2 separate regions of the Zea mays genome follow, and region 1 is linked to region 2. A link is a contact called in public Hi-C data. All regions are on one chromosome and are shown on one strand. The core of a region is the stretch at or near the end of the contact, and the rest is flanking DNA. Distances in the headings are between cores, read along the strand shown. Region 1 has its middle 38 kb from the start of LOC100382872. Region 2 holds the start of LOC100279085.

Region 1 (3,833 bases), core at 931-3,430, 86 kb after region 2:
ACAACTCCTAGGATCTCTCCTTCCCGACGGGGTCCCTCCCGGGAGCGAGATCCAGGCGCCGCCGACGATCTTCCGCCGCCCCTGCGTACGCGCGGACCGTCCGGCCCCAGGGCGCGGACCGTCCGGCCGTCAGGCAGGAGCCCTAGCCTTGTACCAGGCCGCGGACCGTTCGGCCCCTGCGCGCGGACCGTCCGCCCCTGTGCAGAGAGCACCGTCGCGCCTCGCACCAGACCGCGGACCGTCCGCCTCTGTGCAGAGGGCACCGTCACGGTTTTTGTTGAGTGTTTGGCGCTCCAAAAAAGACGTCAACAATAGCCTAAGTGAAATACGTTGCAGCCAGCGTGAGTCCACCGCCCCTTTCACTGTTCACGGGTGGCACTGTGGCTCTAGTGTTCCGGAGCCTAGGTAATGGTATTTGATCTCGCCGTTCTACATGCTACAGCCCAGCCCAGCCCAGCCCGGTGGAACAAGCCGGCCCATGCAGCGTTCGCATCTCAAAAAGATGCATCGGCCCGCCCAGCCCGGCGGCCGGCATAGAGGCAAGCTCGTTGTATCTTCTACCTGCTTGTTCTTCGCCTTCTAAAAAAATGCTACTTGTCCCTCTATTCTCTCCCTCAATTTTTTTAATTATCTGCTAATGATGGGAACGTAGATCAGCGTGAGCCAGTGTGAGATTATCTAACTATGGCTTCGTTCAAAAAAAAGAAGTGATCTAATTATGTAGTCAGTCGGTCAAACTGTACTAGAGGCTGCTGTTTCTTTTTCGATAAAGAATAGCAGTCAACCGTACGGGTGAAAGTAAAATAGACGTTTTCTCACTCCACCGTCCAGTACCACTGCACTAGCAAGGTACTATTACCCTCCGAATCAATTTTTTTTAGTTATTCTTAACTTCTTAACTTTCTTTGATACTTATGGTACGTTTGGTTCCTTTAGTCCAGATACTAAAGTTTAGTCGAGTGACTAAGGCCTCGTTTGGTTTGAGGGACTAAAGATTAGTCCCTCTATTTTAGTCCCTAAATAGCCAAACGGTAAGACTAAAACAAGAACTAAATTGCTTTAGCCTCTAGTCCCTCAAGCGGTGACTAAAAGAGACTAAACTAGATTAAATCCACCTATTACCACTCATTTTATTTCACTAATGGAGGAAGAATGTTAAGGGACATTTTAGTCTTCTTACGAGTCATTTAATATGTTCTGAATAATTTTAGTCCCTACAACCAAACAGGATAGAGACTTAAGGGTCGTTTGGTTTCTTTAGTCCAGGGACTAAAGTTTAGTCACTACTCTGTTTGGTTACATGGACTAAAAGTATTCAGAACACATTAAATGAATTATAAGAGGACCAAAATATCCCTTAGCATTCTCCCGCCAGTAGTGTAACTGAGATAAAGAAGGCGCAAAAGGTGGAATTAATATGTTTAAGTCCATTTTAGTCATCCCTTAATGGACAACATACTAAAACAGTTTAGTTCATGTTTTAGTTTCACCGTTTAGCAATTTAGGGACTAAATGAGACTAAAATGAAGAGACTAATCCTTAGTCCCTCCAACCAAACAGAGCCTTAGTTTTTAACATAGAATGTGCCAAATCATCATTTCATGGACTGTGTTCGACTGACTTTTTTTTTCTTAGCACGGCTGTAGCTACATTGCACTGTAGGTACAATATTTTGTGTCTTGGAGGAAGTATACATGTCCAAATAGACGGGGCAGGCCGACCCGACCCGAGCTTGGCTATGGGATTGTGCTGGTCCGATTTGGATTAGAAAGCGGGCCCGTGTCGTGTTGGCCCACGAGCTTCGAGCGAGCCTAGACACGGCACGCTAAGGTATTAACCGTGTCCGGCCGACCCACGGCCCGACGGGTCTAACGGGCCTATAATATATATGACGTTTAAATGATAAAGTATGTTTAAAAATATTTATATATAAAGATTTAAACTATAGTTATTAGCTATAAACACTTATTTACACCCACATAACCAATAAAACAAGCATGTTTCTTATATTTTATACTCTATATTTAAATATACTATATGTATTTATATGAAAAAATAAAAAAATAAAAACATGCCATGCCGTGCCTAGTCTGATGTGGCTCGCCTTAGGCCCAGACACGACTCAATAATCGAGTCGGATTCGGACTAGGCCAAACTTGTGTCGGATTTTGGGCCGCCTAGTAAACAAGACCCAAGTAAACATCTACAGGGAAGGGGAAGAAGCAGCATCAGTCTTATTGGCTGGCTTAAGCCAGCCGACCAGGAACTAGGTTTATATAGAAGATATAACTATTCCATACGTTACGTTATATAGATTGTTTGGTTTTATTTTACCCTCCACTGCTGTGCATACGATTTATTTTTTAGTTGAATTAATATATATTCACCATATATATGCATACACCTCTCCAGTTTCGTCCGGCCGCTGACACGTGTGACTGTGTAAGGTTACATCCACAACAGTACTATATAGTATTTTCGACGGCCTCGGTTATCACGACCAGTCCCACACACCAGTGACCATCTATAGCTACCTCTACGGACAAATGAGAATCTTAATCTATATAAATACCAGTCATAGATCCCGTCGGGTTTGCATACACATTAGAATCTTAATATATGGAATACCAAAGTCAATTTGATGATCAGCATCCTGTGAAAGGATTTTCGTATTATAAAGGGAAGAATATAGTTTTAAAAAGGGAAGAATTTATAGGATCATAAAACTTTATCCTTCCTAGTACTTTAAATGTCTTTCTTTTTGGTATTTGATTCTAAAGTTTAATTTATAGAATCAAAAGCAAGTTCAACCTTGAGCAATTTATGTTCCATGATAGCTTAACAAATCACGCACCAAACAAAATGACTCAAACGCAAAAAAAAGAGAGTAAATATTCTTGTTTAAAAAAAGGATCTTGTTGGAAATACTGAAAACAATGTAAGGTTAATTGGCCCGAACAAGCCGGCATATTGCAGCCTAGCACCCACGCCACGCACCGCGGCAATCTGACCTGTCTTCAATGGCAATCATGGCGGGAAGCGGCGGAGCAACCTTGGAAACATCGTCCACTGTTCCACAACGTTGCAGATTATCCGCCGAACTCCTACGGGTATTGACTCGGCGGTGGGTAGTAAGACGGCGTCCTGGCCGCGCCGTCGACCTCGAAGTACCGTGTCCCCGGCGGAGGGTAATACGAGCCGACGGGAGGCGCCGGATAGTACGGTAGCGCACGGTCCAGTGTGCCTGGCGTCGCCGACCTTGGATAAACTGAGTAGGCCGAGCCTGACTCCGGCGGTGGCGGGTACGTGCTGGTCGGAGGGGCCAAATTGGACGCCGGTAGTGGACCTAGTGCTAGTGGTGGATACCCACTCGGCGGCGCCGGTGGGTAGTTGGTCGACGGTGGCGGCGGGTAACTGGTGTACTGTGCCGGCGGCGGAGGCGCCGGGCAGGCTGCACACGACGCAGGCGGTGGTGGGTATGCCGCCGTCAGCGGCGACGGGTACCTGGTGAGCTCTGCCGGAGGAGGCGCCGGACAGGCTGCACATGACGCGGGTGGCAGTGGGTATGCTGTAGTAGTAGCAGCAGCCGGTGACGTGTAGCTCGTGTTGTTCGGGGCTGGAAACTGTGGATAAGCCGGCGGCGGCGGAGGTGGGTAGTTGCGTGGGGACAACAATCCTTCCACTGGCGGATAGAGAGAAGCGGAAGCGGGCGGCGGGTACCCGGTGCTCTGTGGCGGGAGGAAGTTTGCCGCCGCAGGAGGTGGATACGCTGCGGTCGGCGGAGGCGCGCAGCAAAAGCTCGGATCTTGATCCGGCCGCGAACCGCCCGGCGC
Region 2 (3,987 bases), core at 1,448-3,947:
AAAAGAACAGTGGTAGCTTGTGCATTTTTGTGAATTTGTTCATTGATAAACATGGGATTATCCATACTATCAAATTGCATTCCATTTTCTACTATCTCCCATATACTTGGATGAAGAGAGAACAAGTGGCTACGCATTTTGTGACTCCAAAATCCGTAGTCCTCTCCATCAAAGTGTGGAGGTTTACCAAGAGGAATGGAAAGCAAATGAGCATTGGAATTTTGCGAAATACGAGAATAATCAAAAGAAAAGTTTGAGTTGGCTGTTTTATTTTTCTTGTCGTCGTCGTCTCTTTGAGAAGAAGAGGACTCGTCGCTGTCGTAGTAGACTATCTTCTTGATGTGCCTCTTCTTCTTCCCATCCTTCTTCTTGTGACTTGAGCCCGAGTCAGTGGGCTTGTCGTCTTTTGGCTCATTGATGAAGGACTCCTTCTCCTTGTCGTTGATCACCATCCTCTTTCCCTTAGGATCCATCCCTTCGGGCGATTAGTCCCTTTCGTGAAGAGAACGGCTCCGATACCAATTGAGAGCACTTAGAGAGGGGGAATAGGTGATCCTGTAAAAAAATAAAGCCACAAAACTTGATTAAGTGTTAGCACAATGAAATCAAGTGGCTAAGGACCGAGCTCTTATGAAACACAATAGTCACAATGAGAACAAGCACAAGAGACACGATGGTTTATCCCGTGGTTCGGCCAAGTACAAAACTTGCCTACTCCATGTTGTGGCGTCCCAATGGATGAGGGTTGCACTCAACCCCTTTCAAGTGATCCAAAGATCCACTTGAATACCACGGTGTTTTCCTTTCTTTCACTATATCCCGTTTGCGAGGAATCTCCACAACTTGGAGCCTCTCGCCCTTACAAAATGATGATCACAAAGAAGCACAGATGTAAGGGAGGGAAAAGCAACACACACAAGTCTCAAAAGCAACAACACAAACACGCACACTAGTCACAACTTGAGCTCTAAGTTCACACACGGAGTTCTCAACTCAAGAGAAGCTCAAATTGCTTTCGCAAAGAATCAAATGCGCTAGAATGAAGTCTTGGTGCTTAGAGATGATCAAAGAATGCTTGTGTTTCTCCTCTATGCGCCTAGGGGTCCCTTTTATAGCCCCAAGGCAGCTAGGAGCCATTGAGGGCAATCAGGGAAGACAATTCTTGCCTTCTGTCGGGTGGTGCACCGGACAGTCCGGTGCACCACCGGACAGGCACTGTAGCATGTCCGGTGCAGATCGCCTTCCTAAAATGGCGCAGCCGACCGTTGAAGATTTGGAGCCATTGGCGCATCGGACAGTCCGGTGCCCCCATCTGACCGTTGGCTCGGCCACGCGTCATGCGCGGATTGCGCGGTCGACCGTTGGCACGGCCGACCGTTGGCTCACCGGACAGTCCGGTGCACCACCGGACAGTCCAGTGAATTTTAACCGTACGCCGCCTACGAATTCCCGATAGCGGCCAGTTGACCAGACTCCAGCCTGGCGCACCACCGGACAGTCTGGTGCACCCAGACTACGCAGAGTCTTGGCTGCTCTAGCCAAGTCTTTTTTCTTTTGAATTTTCTCTGATTCTAGCACTTAGACAAATATGTTAGTACACAAAAAACAATACACTAAGTCTAGAATCATACCTTATTGATGATTTGCACTTCATCCACCATTTTGCACAATTTATACTTAAACCATTTGTGTTGGGCACTTAATCACCAAAATACTTAGAAATGACCAAGGGCACATTTCCCTTTCAGTATTTTATCGTCGATAATAAATTCGGTATTTTTTAGAAAAATATTAAATCTGAACTGAACTTCATAAATTCATTTTAGCTTAGAAAATATGAAACTAATTTTATTATTTTCCTAAAATCAAGATCTATCTAATGGTATATAGTTTAGAATCATTTGAGGCTTTTATAAATCTTATTCATGTTTTCTTATCTATTATTACTCTTGATACATATATTCATAATTTGCACGAGAACTTAAGAAAGACAAAGAGGACACTAATTATATTGACTATGCCAAGTAGTAGGAGTACAAATAGAATGTAAGTGCCATATCATTATACACATCTTGATTCTACTTTACTTAAATACATAATAATGATTTTATTATTGTATACTTCTTACCTTATATATTTAATATGACCTCCTACCTTATATATTATTACTAATTTTATATGAATGTATGACTTGCGTGAATTTTTGAAGTTAATTGAGAGTAAATGTTATAGTTTTTACCGATCGAATTTTAGATTTCAATCATAACTGGTGTAATTTTTGTATCGAACTTTCGTTTTTAATGTTTCCAAATTATCGATATCGTTTTCGTTTCCGAAATTACCATTTTCGATCTTATTTTCAGAAAAAAAATAAAAAGATCAAATTATTCCAAACAAAAATAGTTTTACCGATCGTTTACTAGCGTTATCACCACTACCGTGCAGTGAGCTGGGGGCCGGGGGCCGGGGGCCAATATTCCTCCACGGACCACGGCCAAGCGGCAGCAGCTGCAGCTCTGAGCCCCGGGCCCTGCCCCTGCCCCTGCCGCTTCCTCCCCTGTACGGTCCCCTCCTCTTTCACCTCCGACTGCGCCCACGCGCGGCCCCGGGCGCGGACGACAGGTGTCCGGCATGCTGCCGCCACGTCCACCCCGACCGACGCCCCTTCCCTCCTCCCGCCCCTTCCACTTCCTCGTTGTCGTCTCCGTCCTCTGTTTCGCAGCCATCCTGACGCCAGCCCCCGCCGCTGTAGCAGCAGCAGCATCAGGGGACGCGGACGGAGGAGGAGGAGAAGGCGGCGTCATCAGGATCAGGACTGCCGCTGTCGCCAGGTCCGCCATGGTACATGAGTGATGAGTACATAAACCCCCTTTCGCTCTCTCTCCCGCAGTTCATCCCTGCTTCATGGCGAATTTATTTTTTATTTATATTCTTCTGGCGTCCCCAATCCTAGTCCTAGAAAGCGGCGTGAGCTTTCTTTCAGTAGCGACAGCCGCAGCACCAGCTAATGGCACTGGGACTGGCCGACAGCATCACAGCGAGGAGCCGAGGAGTGAATTGCTCTGAACCAGTGAACCTTTCCACGGCACTGGTTGAGGCTTGAGATCGTTCGTTGATCACCGTTGACTTTGACCACCTCTCTGAGATGAGATGCTTAGTAATAATAGGTGCTGCTGCAATCTACTAGTAATACTAGTGCGCCGTACAGGGCACGTTAGGCAGCAGAGCAAAGGATTCTTTTTCTCTTCTTTTTTGAAGAAAAAAGAGAGGAAACGAAGGATAGGGTTTCAAACTTGCAATTGGCATGGAGATGCGATGGCTATAGCATTTTTTGGCACCCCATGTCTGCTTAGCGATATAAATTTGCAGAAACTGACAAACCGATGGTGACAATCAGCAGGGTCATTGACCAGGCAATGCGTACGATAAACGTGGTTGGACCTGCTGGTTAGGGTCATGCTAATTGCCAATGGATTAGTTTAACTGTTATGTATGCTGAAATCTCTTATTACAGCCAGGCCCGCTTTTCACAAGTAGAAGCTGACATTGTTCGGAGGGGGGGGGGGGGGGATTTCAGGTATTCGAGGGGTGGATAGCACAGTTCTAGGTATTGGAACACCATATTAGACTTACAATTTTATAAAGATTTAGTTTTCTGAATGTGAGGTGCCAAATTTTATGATGATGATAAGTGCCAAATTTGTTGATATAAATGACCAAATTTAACAACTGCAACCGATTTAAAACTCAAGAAAAGATTATTCTAACTACAGTAATCATTCATGTGCTCATTAAACTTTGTTTACATTTGAATTTAAGATTAGTTGAAGGGTAGGCCTAGTGCAGCGGTAGAGCCTACCGTCTGTAACCGGAAGGTCCCGGGTTCGAGCTCTAGCCTCTGCATATTATGCGGGTAAGGCTTGACGCTTAAAGATACCCTTCCCTAGATCCCACACAGTGCGGGAAGCCTACGGCACTGGGTTACAC

Evidence for each region. Hi-C and Micro-C count contacts between places; a contact is called where the count stands out from the background.
Region 1: a Hi-C map of leaf shows a contact between it and region 2, with 6 times the contacts expected there. The contact joins the enhancer-like site here to the promoter of LOC100279085 in region 2. A contact is called at or near these places in 8 of 25 Hi-C or Micro-C datasets (bundle sheath, ear, leaf and 1 more).

Annotation. Positions count from the first base shown.
Region 1 is chr4:198,172,566-198,176,398 of Zm-B73-REFERENCE-NAM-5.0, forward strand. No RefSeq gene overlaps it. Among protein-coding and RNA genes, the nearest start is that of LOC100382872, 38 kb to the left of the region's middle. Within about 2 kb of position 2,181, at least 14 of the 20 cell types and tissues checked have an H3K27ac peak or open chromatin away from gene starts, as enhancers often do. A contact at or near this core is called in bundle sheath, ear, leaf and 1 more, where this site is marked.
Region 2 is chr4:198,086,302-198,090,288 of Zm-B73-REFERENCE-NAM-5.0, forward strand. LOC100279085 reads left to right here and starts at 2,698. Exons shown (of 14, transcript NM_001152135.1): 1 at 2,698-2,831; 2 at 3,820-3,913. The coding sequence starts at 3,908.